Linked DNA regions of Mus musculus: region 1 is linked to region 2. The links are chromatin contacts, called in public HiChIP or PLAC-seq maps. All regions are on one chromosome and are shown on one strand. Each heading gives the region's core, a stretch centred on a gene start, on an enhancer-like site or on the middle of the called end of the contact. The rest is flanking DNA. Distances are from core to core; before and after follow the strand shown. Region 1 holds the start of Nckap5l (NCK-associated protein 5-like). Region 2 overlaps Fmnl3 (formin-like 3).

Region 1 (6,066 bases), core at 1,334-3,833, 110 kb before region 2:
TATTCAGTTCCGGGAGATCTGAATTCAAATGCCACTGTGAGTAGTGAGGGCGTGGCTTTCTAGGGTCATCATCACTATATACGCAGTTATGCCACACCATCACACGGGTGTGTAAACAGCAGTCTACAGCCCCAGCCCCCAAGAAGTCTTAGCTCATCTTATTACAAACAAGGGAAGGATGTCATTAGTGATGCAGACTAAGAATGGAGAATAATCAATCTTGGGGCTTCAGACTTTTAATAAATTGATTAGTAAAACCGAGTCAAAACGTAGCAAGCCTCACCCAAGAAAATAACCGTGGAGCGCTGCTACAGCTTCACAGCTGAAGCCTGAAGCCTATCAAAATAGCAAGTGCTCCAGGGCCAGCCAGGAGGGCAAGGCCATGGACAAATGCTCTGTCTGTGCCTACTAAATAAGGGTGAGCACATGAAAGAGACAAAACAAAACATAAAACAAACACTCTAAGCCGGGCAATGGCGCGCACCTTCAATCCCAGCACTCAGGAGAGAGGCAAAGGCAGGTAGATCTCTGAGTTCGAGGCCAGCATGGTCTAGAGAGAATTCCAGTACACTCAGTCTCGATCAACCAACCAACCAAACAAACAAACAAAACAAAACAAAACAAAAACCCAACCAATCTAGATGTCATTTGCTTCCAAAAATTCAGTCACCTGCAAAACATTTAAAATAGTTAGAAATACCTGACGGACTTAAGATTTCCATCCCAAGACGCAAGAACCGCAGATACATCATTTGTGTTGGGCTTCAAAACCCTTTGAGGGGAGATTGTGTCTAATTATTGTTATCCCCCCGGGGTCAGCACATTAATCCCTATTCCGTAAATACGGGATGACTGGCCAAGGATTAATCAGTCCTGTAGTGTCCAAAGGCACCCTCAAAGAACATCAAGAAACAAGATGAAGAGGGAGTGGAAGGCTGTGGATTTGGCTCGGCACCAGAGTGCATGCTTGGTGTGTGCATGCATGCTCTAGGCCTGGTGGCACACCTGCGGTCCTGACACCCAGTACATGACACCTGTGTCCTGACACTGGGGGGCAGAGCGTTGGAAGTCTGCCTGAATTGCACAGCGAGACCGGAGGTGGTGGTGGTGGTGGTGGTTGTTGTTGTTGTTGTTGTTGTTGTTGTTGTTGTTGTTGTTCTTCTTCTTCTTCTTCTTCTTCTGTTGTTGTTGTTTAATCCAAAATGACTCCCTTATATAAATGCTCATTCTGTTTTCCAGATAAAACCTCTTGCATTGCCCCCCCCCCCCTACAAAAGAGGATTTGCTTGCTATCCCACTCTGGTAATTAGCTTCTTGCCAATCACTTGTCTTTATTCCTGCCTGGGTCCTACTCAAGTTCTCCATCTTTAGACTCCCACTCTAAAATGCCTTCTTCAGAGAGGACCCCTTAAATGCATCCCAGCCAACCTGACCACCCTACATTCTTGTAGGGCACCCGTTCTTTTACTGGACTAATTTTGCTTTAAGTCTCATTTGTACACCTAAGAGAGAAGCAATATTAATAAAATATACAAAGTGTCCAAAGATACCTCTGAATTCCCCTGTGTGCGCATCCAGGCCAGTTAATACAGTGCATATAGCTGAGGATTATAAGGTATCCACCGAAGGGCAAGGAAGTGTTTAAGGACCAAAATGGAGACAGAAGCTATAGGATCATGACAAGTTCAAGGTCAGCCAGGCCTATATCATGAGTTCCTGGCTAGCCAGAGTTAGAGATCCTGTCTCAACCAATCAGTAACAACAAACAGACCAAGGACAACCGTACTGAGCTCTTAAGTTGCAAAGGCCTGCAAGAGTTAGCTTGTTTCCTCCCGGTTAGTGAAGTGACTGGACTGTACTTTCTTCTTCCCTGACAGAAAGTAGCTAAAAACCAACCACAGTCTCTTTTTTCTGCACTACAGATCTACCTGCCTCTGCCTCACAAGTGCGAGGATTTCTCATGAGCAACCACGCCTGGGTCTGCCTTGCTTCTTAAACCAGCACTGCTTTCTACACATGTGCCTGTTCCTCGCTTCCAGTTTCCAGATTTCTGGGAGGTCCCCGACCTAGAGATGGAAAAGAGAGGCGGGTGCATTTCAGGCCAAGGAGACACTCAAGCCTCTTCCTGTAGATTTGCACCTAACACGTATGCAGCAAATTACAAACACGCTCTCAACCACATACACGTGCACGCCCAGACCCACGGAAGCAGACGCGCATGCCCGTGGGCCCGCGCAAACCTACTTAGTTTTCTCTGTTCTAAATGCCCCGGCTCCAGTCCCACTCGGCCGGGCCTGGCATCCCGATCCCCAGCACCAGGAGCACCGGGAGCACCGCGAAGGCTTTGCAGGTCAGCTCCGGCCTGAGGAAGAGTGTTTCTCCGCAGGGGGGAGGGGAGGGGAGGCCCTGCCCACTCGGGCGGAAGCGGCGCGCGCCGGCCGGGCAGACTTAGCTCTCGTCCTGGGAACATCTGGATAGAGCTGGGAGGGGCAGGCACCCAGGCTGAGCGTGGATTGGCTGAGCGGGAGGAGGGAGGCGGGGTCTGGGCGAGGGGCGGGGCTCATTGGCCCCTTTAAAGCCTTGACATCAAGAGGTGGCTCCGGTACCCCCCTTTTCCTGCACCCCCCTCGCCCTCCCGCCCCCGAGATGCGGCCATGGACCCTGTGGACCAAGCCAGTCGAGCTCAGCACCTGATTTCGGTAAGTTCAGGCCTGTTTGGCATTTAACGGGCTGAGAGGTGGGGGGCCGCACGCCCCGGGTGGGGGCCGCGGAGTGTGGAGTGAAAGGCTCTCGTGGCAGCTTTGGCTGGAAGGGGCAGCGAGCGAGGCTTCCGGCCCACACCTCGACGCCTGCCGGTCCCTCGCGCTGCACTCTCCCAGGAGGGGTCCTGTTGTGACTTTGTCCACCCCCCCACCCCACCCCCTCCCGCCCCCTGCGCCATCCTCGCGCACACTCGGTGGCCCCGGAAGGGAAACTTTCGGGAGTGGGGGGATGTTCCGGTGGCGGGTGTCCCTCCCTCTTTGAAAGCACTGACCTTGCCCCCACTGCGCATCCCACCCTCCCCGTATCCCACGGTCCCGGTAGCGTTTAGCGGTGCTGGGTTGCGGAGGGAGGGGGCTCTCCCCAAAGCGCAGGCGCAGACTGCAGCCCGGGGCACCCCTTCGCACTCCTTCCAGTCCCTGTGGCCCGGGGCTGTAGGGCGTGGGGGAGGCGGGGAAAGGCGGAGTGACCGGGTCTTGGGAACCACCCTGCTGAGGCTCTGAGGGGCTGTGGGAAGAAGGGAACCCGACAACCTGCATGCTGAATAGAGGCTGAGCGAAGGAGATGGGTTGGGCTGGAGTAAGGGACAGGGCAGCCCCGACTGAAAAGGTTTCTGGGTTTGGGCTGGGGTGCTGAAAAGAATGCAGAGAATTTATTTGTGCCTGACATTCCCTTGGTTTAGCAGGCCCAGGAGAGCGGCAGTTGGGACCCCAACTCCCTCTTTTTATATCCTGGGCGGAAGGCCCCTCTTGTCTCTCTAGCCTTGGCGCTGTCCCAAGGGCACAGAAGGCCTTCATCTCCTAAGCCTGGTTTTCCAGAGGGCTCACATGAACCCACCCAGCCTGCCCAACAGCTGCTTTTTAAAGACCGCCTTCCTCAGGAGCTGGAGGTTTTAGGCTTGAAGGCTTCCTTAGGTTTGGAGGCAATCTTTGATTTCCCTCTCCGCCAACTCTCCCGTTCTCCAGTGGGCCCTCCTGCTTAAACACAATTGTCAGCCAGAGGAAGTGGTTGGAGACAGAGGCCGGCAATCAGGACTGGTTTGAGGAACCATGGGGAAGGAGTCTCTCACTATTGTGTGCTCAGGCCTCTGAGGGGAAGTGAGCATTGTACAATTGCTTTGTTGTAGACCCTCTTCAATCTTACAGGACCCCCCCCCCTCCCAATCTGGCCTGAAAACCTGGCTCTCAGATTTTTAAAACCCATCCCTAGTGTGTGAGCAGAGTTCCTTGTATTCCCACATAGATTGTTTGGTTTTGTTTCCAGCACCTGTGGTCTACCTAAGGTGTCTTTGGCTGTACAGTATTCTCCAGCTCTAGCCTTTGGAAGAGTCGGGCTTCAGAGAAGGGATGCACTCCACCACATGGCAGAGAATATTCGTGTATGTGCACTGAGTTGCTGTCAGGATGGCCAGAGTCAAGAGCCCTGGGCCCTGGTCTTGCAGCCTGCGCTGTGACCTTGAGCAAGATGGTTTGCTTCTATTGAGCATAGTTTCCTTCATCTTCAGAGCTCAGCAGTAGGACCAGAAAGATCTAAACCTCCCATACACACACACACATACACACACACACACACACACACACACACACACACACAAACATGCACAGAGGTGGTGACTCGAGGGGTGAGGGGTGAAGGGTCCTCCAGCAGGCTGGCTCTGTTAAGAGAGCTAAACTGCTGGGCTACAGTTTATTAGGGTTAGCATTTTGGATTGAGAAAAACAGAACTTTGTTCCGCCCGTGAATAGGCCTTTTCTGCTCACCCCGGTGCCTTGGGGTATGAACTCCTGCTGGCTCAGGTTCGGCCCACCCATCAAGGTGAGACATCATGACTGGGCCAGTCTTTGAGTTGGGTCTTTGGGGAGGGTTTGAGAGAGGAGGAGGCAGCCAAGGGCCAGCAGGGTAGGCAGATTCCCAGCAGACAGTTTGCATCTCAGCTGTTGGGACTTGTTTTAGGATCCAAGCCAGGGAGGCCAGCACATTCATCCACCCTCTTGTGGGAAGAAGGCAAGGAGGGCCCCACTGCTGTTGCCCATCCTACCTGCTGTCTCCACACACTGCACCTCTGTACCTCCAAGCAACAGGGGGAAGCTGCCCCTGCCCTGCTTTGCCCAGCCCCCTTACCTCTGAGGTAGGGCTTTCTCGGGACTCTAGTGCTCCAGGTCAGGGCTTGCTTCCCAGCCCAAGAACCAAACAGCTCCATGTTCTCATTTGTTTTCGTCCTTGGGCTCCCAGATGAAGGAGATGGTGGTACTTAAAGAGGCTCCGGGATGTGAGGCACATTCTCCTGCAATGTCCTTCACTCTCAGCTTCCCTAGGTCCGGGGAGCCCTTTAGCCCCAGCCCTGCCAGCCTGTGTGAGTGAAGCATCAACAGAGGGCTTGTAGGTGAAACCCTAAGAAACCTCCCTCACTGGTGTGAAGCCCTCTAAATGGATAGTGGAAACTCCCAGGGAAGTCAGTTTCCCAGAAAGCAGTTATTGGTGGAGTCCCTGTGAGAGCAAAGGGTGCAGCTGTTGCTAGGCAGAAACAGCAATTCCATCTTGAGGAATGGCTCTGAGGCGGGCAGCCCGAGGCCCTGTGAAGGAGAAAGGACAACCTGAGTGAAGGGTGAGGGGCTCTGGTGTGTAGACACAGAGTCCCCAGAGCTGTATCTATCTCTCAGAGCAGGATCTCCTCACCCCTGCGGCCCCTCCCCCAAGTACCTTTGCTACCCCTGTCTGCCGTGACAGCCCCTTGCCTGAACCTGGCAAGCTCCTCCAGCCTGTCTGGCTGCAATAATGGACTGATTGGATTTTCTATACTTGTAGTTTGGGTTTGGTAGGTTGTTGGTGGTGGTGTTTTTTTTTTTTTTTTTTGATTGAACATGCAAATTTATGTAAATCAACCCAAGATCTGCCACTGCATCAAAACAACATAGAGCTTCCACGGGCTGGAAGGAATCCGAGAGAAAATCTAGTCTGGAGGCCCACCTTCAAGTCAAAATGGGGAAACTGGCCAGGCGATGGTGGTGCATGCCTTTAACCCCACCACTCTGGAGGCAGAGGCAGGCAGATCTCTGAGTTCAAAGCCAACCTGGTCTATGGAGTGAGTTTCAGGAGAGCTGGGGCTACACAGAGAAACCCTGTCTTGAAAAACAGAAAGAAAGGGGGTGGGGTGGGGGTGGGGGGAACGGGAAAACTGAGCTGGGCATAGTGGCTCGTGCCCTTAATCCCAGCATTTAGATTTAGGAGTCAGAGGCAGGTGGATGTCTGTGAGTATGAGGCCAGCCTGGTCTACATAGCCAACCAAAGCTACATTGTGAGACTCTGT
Region 2 (6,419 bases), core at 1,811-4,310:
CAAGGACAGTGGTGAGATGTTAACAGATGTTTCCTGTCCTTGAATAAGCAGGGGAATGGGACAGGACCAGAACAAGAAACCGCCAAGGACGTGGTGGAGGGCTAGGCATCACTCAGCACCAGCATGGCTCAGAGTAGAGGCAGATGCTTTCTTCTAAGGATTCCTGTTCTAGTTGTAACTAGATAAACCGAGGAAGCGAACAAGAAAGTAGGAATATACGGGATCCGTTCAGATCGCACTAACAGCCCATGGCATTAATAACAATCCTTCCTATCCTTGATCCCAGCCCATCCATCTCATCTTCCTTCATCTTGCTGAACTGCCCTGACTGGCCTTCGATTCACAAACCACCTGCCTCATTGTCCCAAGTCGCTGGGATTACAAGTGTGTGCACCATGGCCTGATGGCAGTGACAACAGCAGTTGCTACTTCTTAGTTTTTCTTTGTTCAGTCGTAGGGTTTGTATCTAGAGCCTCACGCCTGCTGGGCAAGCTCCCTACCACAGTAGCGCATCCCTAGTCCCAGCGGGTTTTCTCTTGTTTTACTGTATAGACTTCAATCTGAAAGTCATCTCTTGGTTCAAAATCACTGCCCAAGTTCAGCCATTGTCTGTGTGTTTAACAGGACAGAGAAAAGAGTATCTGCTTCATCTCTTCAATGCTTCTTCTCAGGGACTTTGTACACAACTGTTTACATTCCATATGGTCATGTAGCCATACCTAAGTGACAGAGAAAAAGCTAATCACATGGGAAGATAACATTGCTGAGGAGGATGAGAAGTTGGGGGATAGCAATGAGGCCTTTACTGGGGCATTTTTACATGTAATTATTTGGGAGTGTGATTTGTGACCACTTTGAATTTTGAAACAGGTAATAATGGGTAGGAGGGATTTAGAAGACCAAAGAAGTTGGTCACAGGCAAATCCTGGAGCCGAGAAATAGCAAGAGAAATAGCTTGTTCCTTGAAAGCCAAAAGGAATAGCTGTTCTTAGATGCTGGGAGAAGCTTAGCTCTTGAGATCTTCTCAGGTAAGATTTGAGGAGCAACTGGCCAAGGACTTGTATTTTGTAAATGATAAGGAGCCAGAGTATTTCTGACTCAAGAAAAATCAGGATTTATCTTGTGTGTCAGGTATTTGAATGTTTCATGCCTGTCTCTGGGAAGAGGAAAGGAAGTGTTAGAAGCAGCGGTGCCACCTGAGGGCTGAGGTGAGTAGGAAAGCAATCTGTGGAGTGAGGACAGGGAGGGAAGCTGGAGGTGAACGGACGACCTTGTAAAGAAGACTCACCGCAGCTCAGTGAGAGCGGCTGTGGTGTCACCGCAGCTCAGTGAGAGCGGCTGTGGTGTGGGGGGGAGAGGGATGTGACCCTAGAAATGATGAGGGCCTGAGGGTTGTGCTTGCCTCTTTGGGCTGCAGGGAGTCCCAGGGAAAGAGAGAGGACCCTGGTGAGCTAACAGAGTGGTGAGCTGTGCCCAAGACTCCTTAGCCTTGGAAAACCTGTCACCCCCATCGGAATAGTTTCCATTCTCCGTAACTGGGGAGTGTGTGGGTCTGGCTAACCACGAGGAGGGGCTGAGGAGCCAATGGGTGGATCAGGTTGCTGTGGTGGTGGTTTCTTAGCTAGGGCCAATGGCTCAGTTGGAAAATGACATCAGCAGTTTTGTCTGAAGTTGGGTATTCCTCAACTGCTGGGCAGAAGGGCGTCCTCAACTGTGGGCTACAGGCTAGCTGTAGAAGTTACCTGAGGTAGGTGTAGAGCAGTAGTAGGCAGAGGGTAGTAGAGCCTGGGTGTTTCTTGGTACTGGGGACTGGTCACTTTCCTTTGCCCTCTGAGCATCCAATAAGGGAATCCTCCAAGGTGACAAAGAGGCCTGGGGGTGATAGAATTGTTGGAAAAAGTCATCTCTTTGTTTGGGTGACACTGGCCTTCTAGGACCTTTCTCTGTCTGATTTGCCTGGTGTGAATTGCAGAGCTCAGCTGGAGACATCTGGCGAATCCATTTCTTTTTCCTCCAGGCTGCTTAGGGACTTGGCCCATAACTACTCGGCAAGTCACTTCTGGTTATAGAGTCATCAGTGACCACAGGAGCACGTTCTCCAGACATAGCTCTGTGCTGGCAGCCTGTCCCCAAGATGATGGCTTCAATTAAAACAAATCCAGAAAGGCAGACTTAAGTCACTGCAGATGCTTAAGTCACAGAAAAGCACACCCACTTTTCTGATGCCATTAGGAGCCCCAGCAACCTCCCTTTACATCTAATAGTAGCTCAGGCCTCGAGAAGACTGAGTCAGAGAGCTGTGCGCTCTGCATGTACCCCAGTGCGTAGGTCCCTCTTCAAGGGAGTGAAGAAATGGAATGGGGGTTGGGTACTGTGAGCTTATGAAATTTGGCAGAAAAGGGCTGGAGTCTCAGGGTCCAGGGAGGTGGCTGTTGCCCTCCTTGCCTCCTGCTTTAGAATACTGCTGGCCGGGGCATGGGGGCTGGCTGGATGTTTACCCCACTCCATCACACTCGTCAGGGAGCTAGGTAGCTCTCTGTGCTTTGAGTGCCTGCCCTTGGCCCCTCCTATGATTCTCTTGCTGGAGTAGTGCAGCTCTTGTCCAGAATCTCTTGTCCCTGACTCCAGCTCAATCTCTGAGCCCCTGCTGGAAGGGGAGAGGAAGTGGGTACGAGGAGCAAAACTGAGCTCCGTTTCCCAGGCTTGGCAGAGAAGACTGGATTCTGGGTCAGTGAGAGCCACAGTGAGTCTGCCTATCCATGGGTTTCATCTCCACCCCTGCACTGCCCCAGCCAGTCATGGGCTTGGGGAAAAGTGTGGGTGTTTGAAGGGGCTGCTGTGTTTCCTATGTCTGGATTTTCTACTCTTAGCTCCTGGACCTTTGATGGAGCTCTGATTTGTTTCCTTTTGATGGGATTGCAGTTTTGGGGGTGTTGGGAGGGGCTGTGCTGAAACAGTGAGATAAACAGTAATGCAGAGGTGGCAGCAGCATGGGTCGGGTGGGGCTGACCAGGCAGCCGCTGTCTGGGCAGGCTGGGTGGAGGAGGACTCCTGCCCAGCACACTGGCCAGCTGGCTTGTGTTAAAGGACTGGCTGAAAATAGCTCTCATTGTCTGGGAGCTGCTACTGCAGCAGGGCTGGCTGTGGCTGCCAAGGGGCTGATGCCTCCTACCTTTTGAGCTTTCATCCTTTGGTAGCAGTGCCCAGCCCACCACAGCTGTGCCCATTGCCTACCAATGGGGCCACGATGAAGGCTGGCTGGGCTGTTCCAAACACTGCCCTATTGATGCCTGGTCATGGGCCTTCATGCCTTGCCTTGCCAGCTTTGTCACTGGCATTGGGGACGACTTAGTTGGTGAGATGGGGATCCCATTAGGCATATAGGCTGGGAGCATTGTCAGGTCCTCCTGCAGCAAACTCCTCAGCTTCCAAGCTTCTGCTGCTTCACCATGTCCCACCTCTGCTCATCTGTCCACGTGTTCTTGGACAGATGCCAGGGAGGCCTTGGTGGCTCCTGCATCTAGGGGCACAGCAGCATGTTGAGTAGCACATGGTACCCAGGAAAGCACTTGGGGTACCTACACGGAAGCTCCAGACTCAGCTATCCAGGAATCTCCACCCCATAGCCAAGCATAGGGCCTGGAGTGTCCAGCTTAGAAAACTATGTGGCTCTGCAAGAGAAGACGTTAAGATCACTGACTCTGTTCTTGCTAAGAGTAGATACCATTTGTAGCTGTCCCCAATGCTCTTTTCCAAGTGAGGTCTCTGATGCTTCCAGTGTCTCTCTAGGAACTACACCATTTTGTGTCCGTTGCTAGATCTGTCACGATCTGCTAGGACCAGGAGAAGCAATGAAGCAGAGAATTATGGGTGCTTCCTATTTTCTGTATGTTGGGTTTCCCCCAGGCTTGGCTTACAAAGACCGGCAGAGTAGTGGTGAGTCCAGAGTGGGCACACAGCTTTTAGGAAACGTCAGGCACATGGCATTTCCCTTTTCTTGTAGTGGGAGAGAAACAAGGGAGGGCTAAATGGACTTGGGGGTGTAAGGCAGACAGGGGAAGGGAACCTCAGCAGAACCCCTCCTCCTTCCCAGCTTCTCTGAGGTGGACAGGGATGGGGTCGGGGGCAGTAAGGAGACCTTGTGGAGGACTAGGACCACTTATTTACATAGGCCCCCACGTGAGGAGAGCAAGCAGCTTTGCTGGAGAAGCATCAGAGCCTCGCCTCTCAGCTTCTTCCACCATTGTCACCCTTTGATATGCAGCATCTTGCTGGTTACTCTGACTTCCAGATTAGTATCCAGAGCTGCTTTCAGTTTGGTTTCAGCTTCCCCTTCTCTTATCTCCTATTGTGACCGTCTTGGCTGTGATTTACCTCCCTCCATCCCCTCCCACAAAGGTGGCGTTGTTTAAATTGTTCCTAGTCTTAGAGGAAATCAGGGAAAGATTAAAAAGGGGGTTCAAAGGATTATGCTGTAGTTCAGTGCTGAAAAGCAGTTGCTGAAGGACAAATAGGAACAACCCAGAAGCAAGTGGGCAGGCCTGTGGATGCTGAATACCACACAGGCTTTCTAGGAGAGTGGACTTTGCCAATGCTCATCATATTCCAGATGTGTGAAGGTGTAAATTACGCCCATCATCTGATGCTCAAAAAGCCCTGTGAGATGATAGGATCAGCTTGATGAGTGAGTTCAGTGGGGTTTGATAGCTTTGACATGCCCAAGTGGATCTCAGGCACCCTGGCCCCACAGCTGGTGCCCTCTGCTGCCTTTCTATTCAGCAACACCTGAATCAGGGACTTAGCAAGACCTTAGCTCTTGCCTCTGAGAGCCCAGTCTCCAAGGAACTACTGAAAGAAAATGCTGGTGATCAAGCTTCTGACTGAGTCTAGAGCCCTGCCCAGGTTAACCCCTGGATGTCTCTGGGAGCCAGGAAGTTGGTTTCCTCTGGACATTGGGCAGATTTATACACATTACCATGTGGAGACATGGGTCTCAGTGCTCTTGTCTGGCAGGAAGAGAACCACCTGGTCCTCTGCCTTAGTGCCTCCCGCCTGCCAGTTAGTACTTTGCTCTGTGAGAATGCTGGAGGTTGCAGGTTTTCCTTTATCCATCTTCTTCCCATTACACTTTTCAGCCCGGACAAAGCTGGGGCCATTGTCCAGAAAAGCCGCAGAAGCTCCAGACAGGACATGGGCCTCTGGCTAGGGCTGCTTCATGCTTTGCCACCTATCTCCATGGGGCAGGGGCCTATCTTCTCTGAGGATCCTTGATGTATCATCTGTGTTTTTAAGATAGGAGTCCCAGAGGGAGGGGGTGGTGGTGACTGCTCAACCTTGAAGCCTAGAGAGACCCAAGCATTTTCTCACCAGCACACCTACAGGGAGATGTGAAGCCGCTGCAGCCCACAGTGGTTGGCCAGAAGAGGAAGTCAGTGTAGATAGGATGTGATGTCTGTTAGAGCAGCAGCAGCCTATCCTGCTCTGTGGCAAGGTCTGAGGTTTCCATTGCTGTGACGAAACACCTTGACCAAACATTTCACTTCCACTTCACAGTACGTCATCACAGGGGGCCAGGGCAGGATCCCTCTGTCTGGAATACAGACATGACTGTAGCACACACCCTACTCCCAAACAGTGAAGGTAGAGTTAGTCTATAGAAGGAAACACCCGTGTTTGAAAGTGATGTCTAATCTAGTGGCAGACAAAGTGACAAATCACAATACAGGATCTGCCCAACTCTCAAGAGAGAGGAAAGGGAAGCTATTTGAGGGGCTGTGGAGAGAGAGAGAGAGAGAGGGAGAGAGAGAGGGAGAGAGAGAGAGGTAGTCACCTGGGAATGCTGTGCAGAGACAGGTTACACAGAGAGAACAAGCTAGACACCGATGAAGACAGGAGGAGGCAGAAGATCAGAACAGATTGCTAGAGTTAGTTGGAAGCCAAGCAGAGCAATTTAGGAGAAACTGACAGAAGCCAGATTGAGTCAGTCAGCCTGGAGAGGAGTTTGACCCAGAACAGCTGAGTTGAACCAGCCAGCCAGAGTTTAGAAAGAACAAGAAAGGGTGAGCTAATTCAGTGGTAAGTCTCAGAGGCTGAAAAATATTCTAGGCCTAGATTCAATTGTATGGAGGTTAGAAGCTTCCAGGACTAGGTTAGCAGACAGAGGCCGTAAGCTTCAGAAACAACAGTTCTGTCAAGAGAATTAAAAATACTTTTACAGGAACTGCTACAGAGGTCATGGAGAAATGCTGCCTTTTGACTTGCTCCTTGTACCTTGCTCAGCCTGCTTTATTGTGATATCCAGGACCATCTGTCCATGGGTGGCCATCAGGGGAGAGACCCACCTGTGTCAATCATTAAGAAAAATGCTCCACAGGTTTGCTCACAGGGCAGTCTGAGTGGGGGCATTTCCTCAAATGAGA

Evidence for each region. HiChIP or PLAC-seq counts read pairs in DNA pulled down with a chosen protein or histone mark.
Region 1: a contact with region 2 is called in an H3K27ac HiChIP or PLAC-seq map of microglia, with 4 times the contacts expected there. The contact joins the promoter of Nckap5l here to the enhancer-like site in region 2. A contact is called at or near these places in 4 of 484 Hi-C or Micro-C datasets (bone marrow-derived macrophages, double positive thymocytes, embryonic stem cells and 1 more), 4 of 115 datasets of contacts at active chromatin or transcription factors (embryonic stem cells, extraembryonic endoderm stem cells, microglia and 1 more) and 3 of 9 other capture datasets (adipose tissue, liver and pancreatic islet).

Annotation. Positions count from the first base shown.
Region 1 is chr15:99,454,265-99,460,330 of GRCm38.p6, reverse strand. It overlaps Nckap5l (NCK-associated protein 5-like), which reads left to right and starts at 2,583. Exons shown (of 13, transcript NM_001001884.1): 1 at 2,583-2,699.
Region 2 is chr15:99,340,327-99,346,745 of GRCm38.p6, reverse strand. All of the region lies in intron 1 of Fmnl3 (formin-like 3), which reads left to right. Among named protein-coding and RNA genes, the nearest start is that of Gm22951, 25 kb to the left of the region's middle. Within about 2 kb of position 3,060, at least 168 of the 459 cell types and tissues checked have an H3K27ac peak or open chromatin away from gene starts, as enhancers often do. A contact at or near this core is called in adipose tissue, bone marrow-derived macrophages, extraembryonic endoderm stem cells and 2 more, where this site is marked.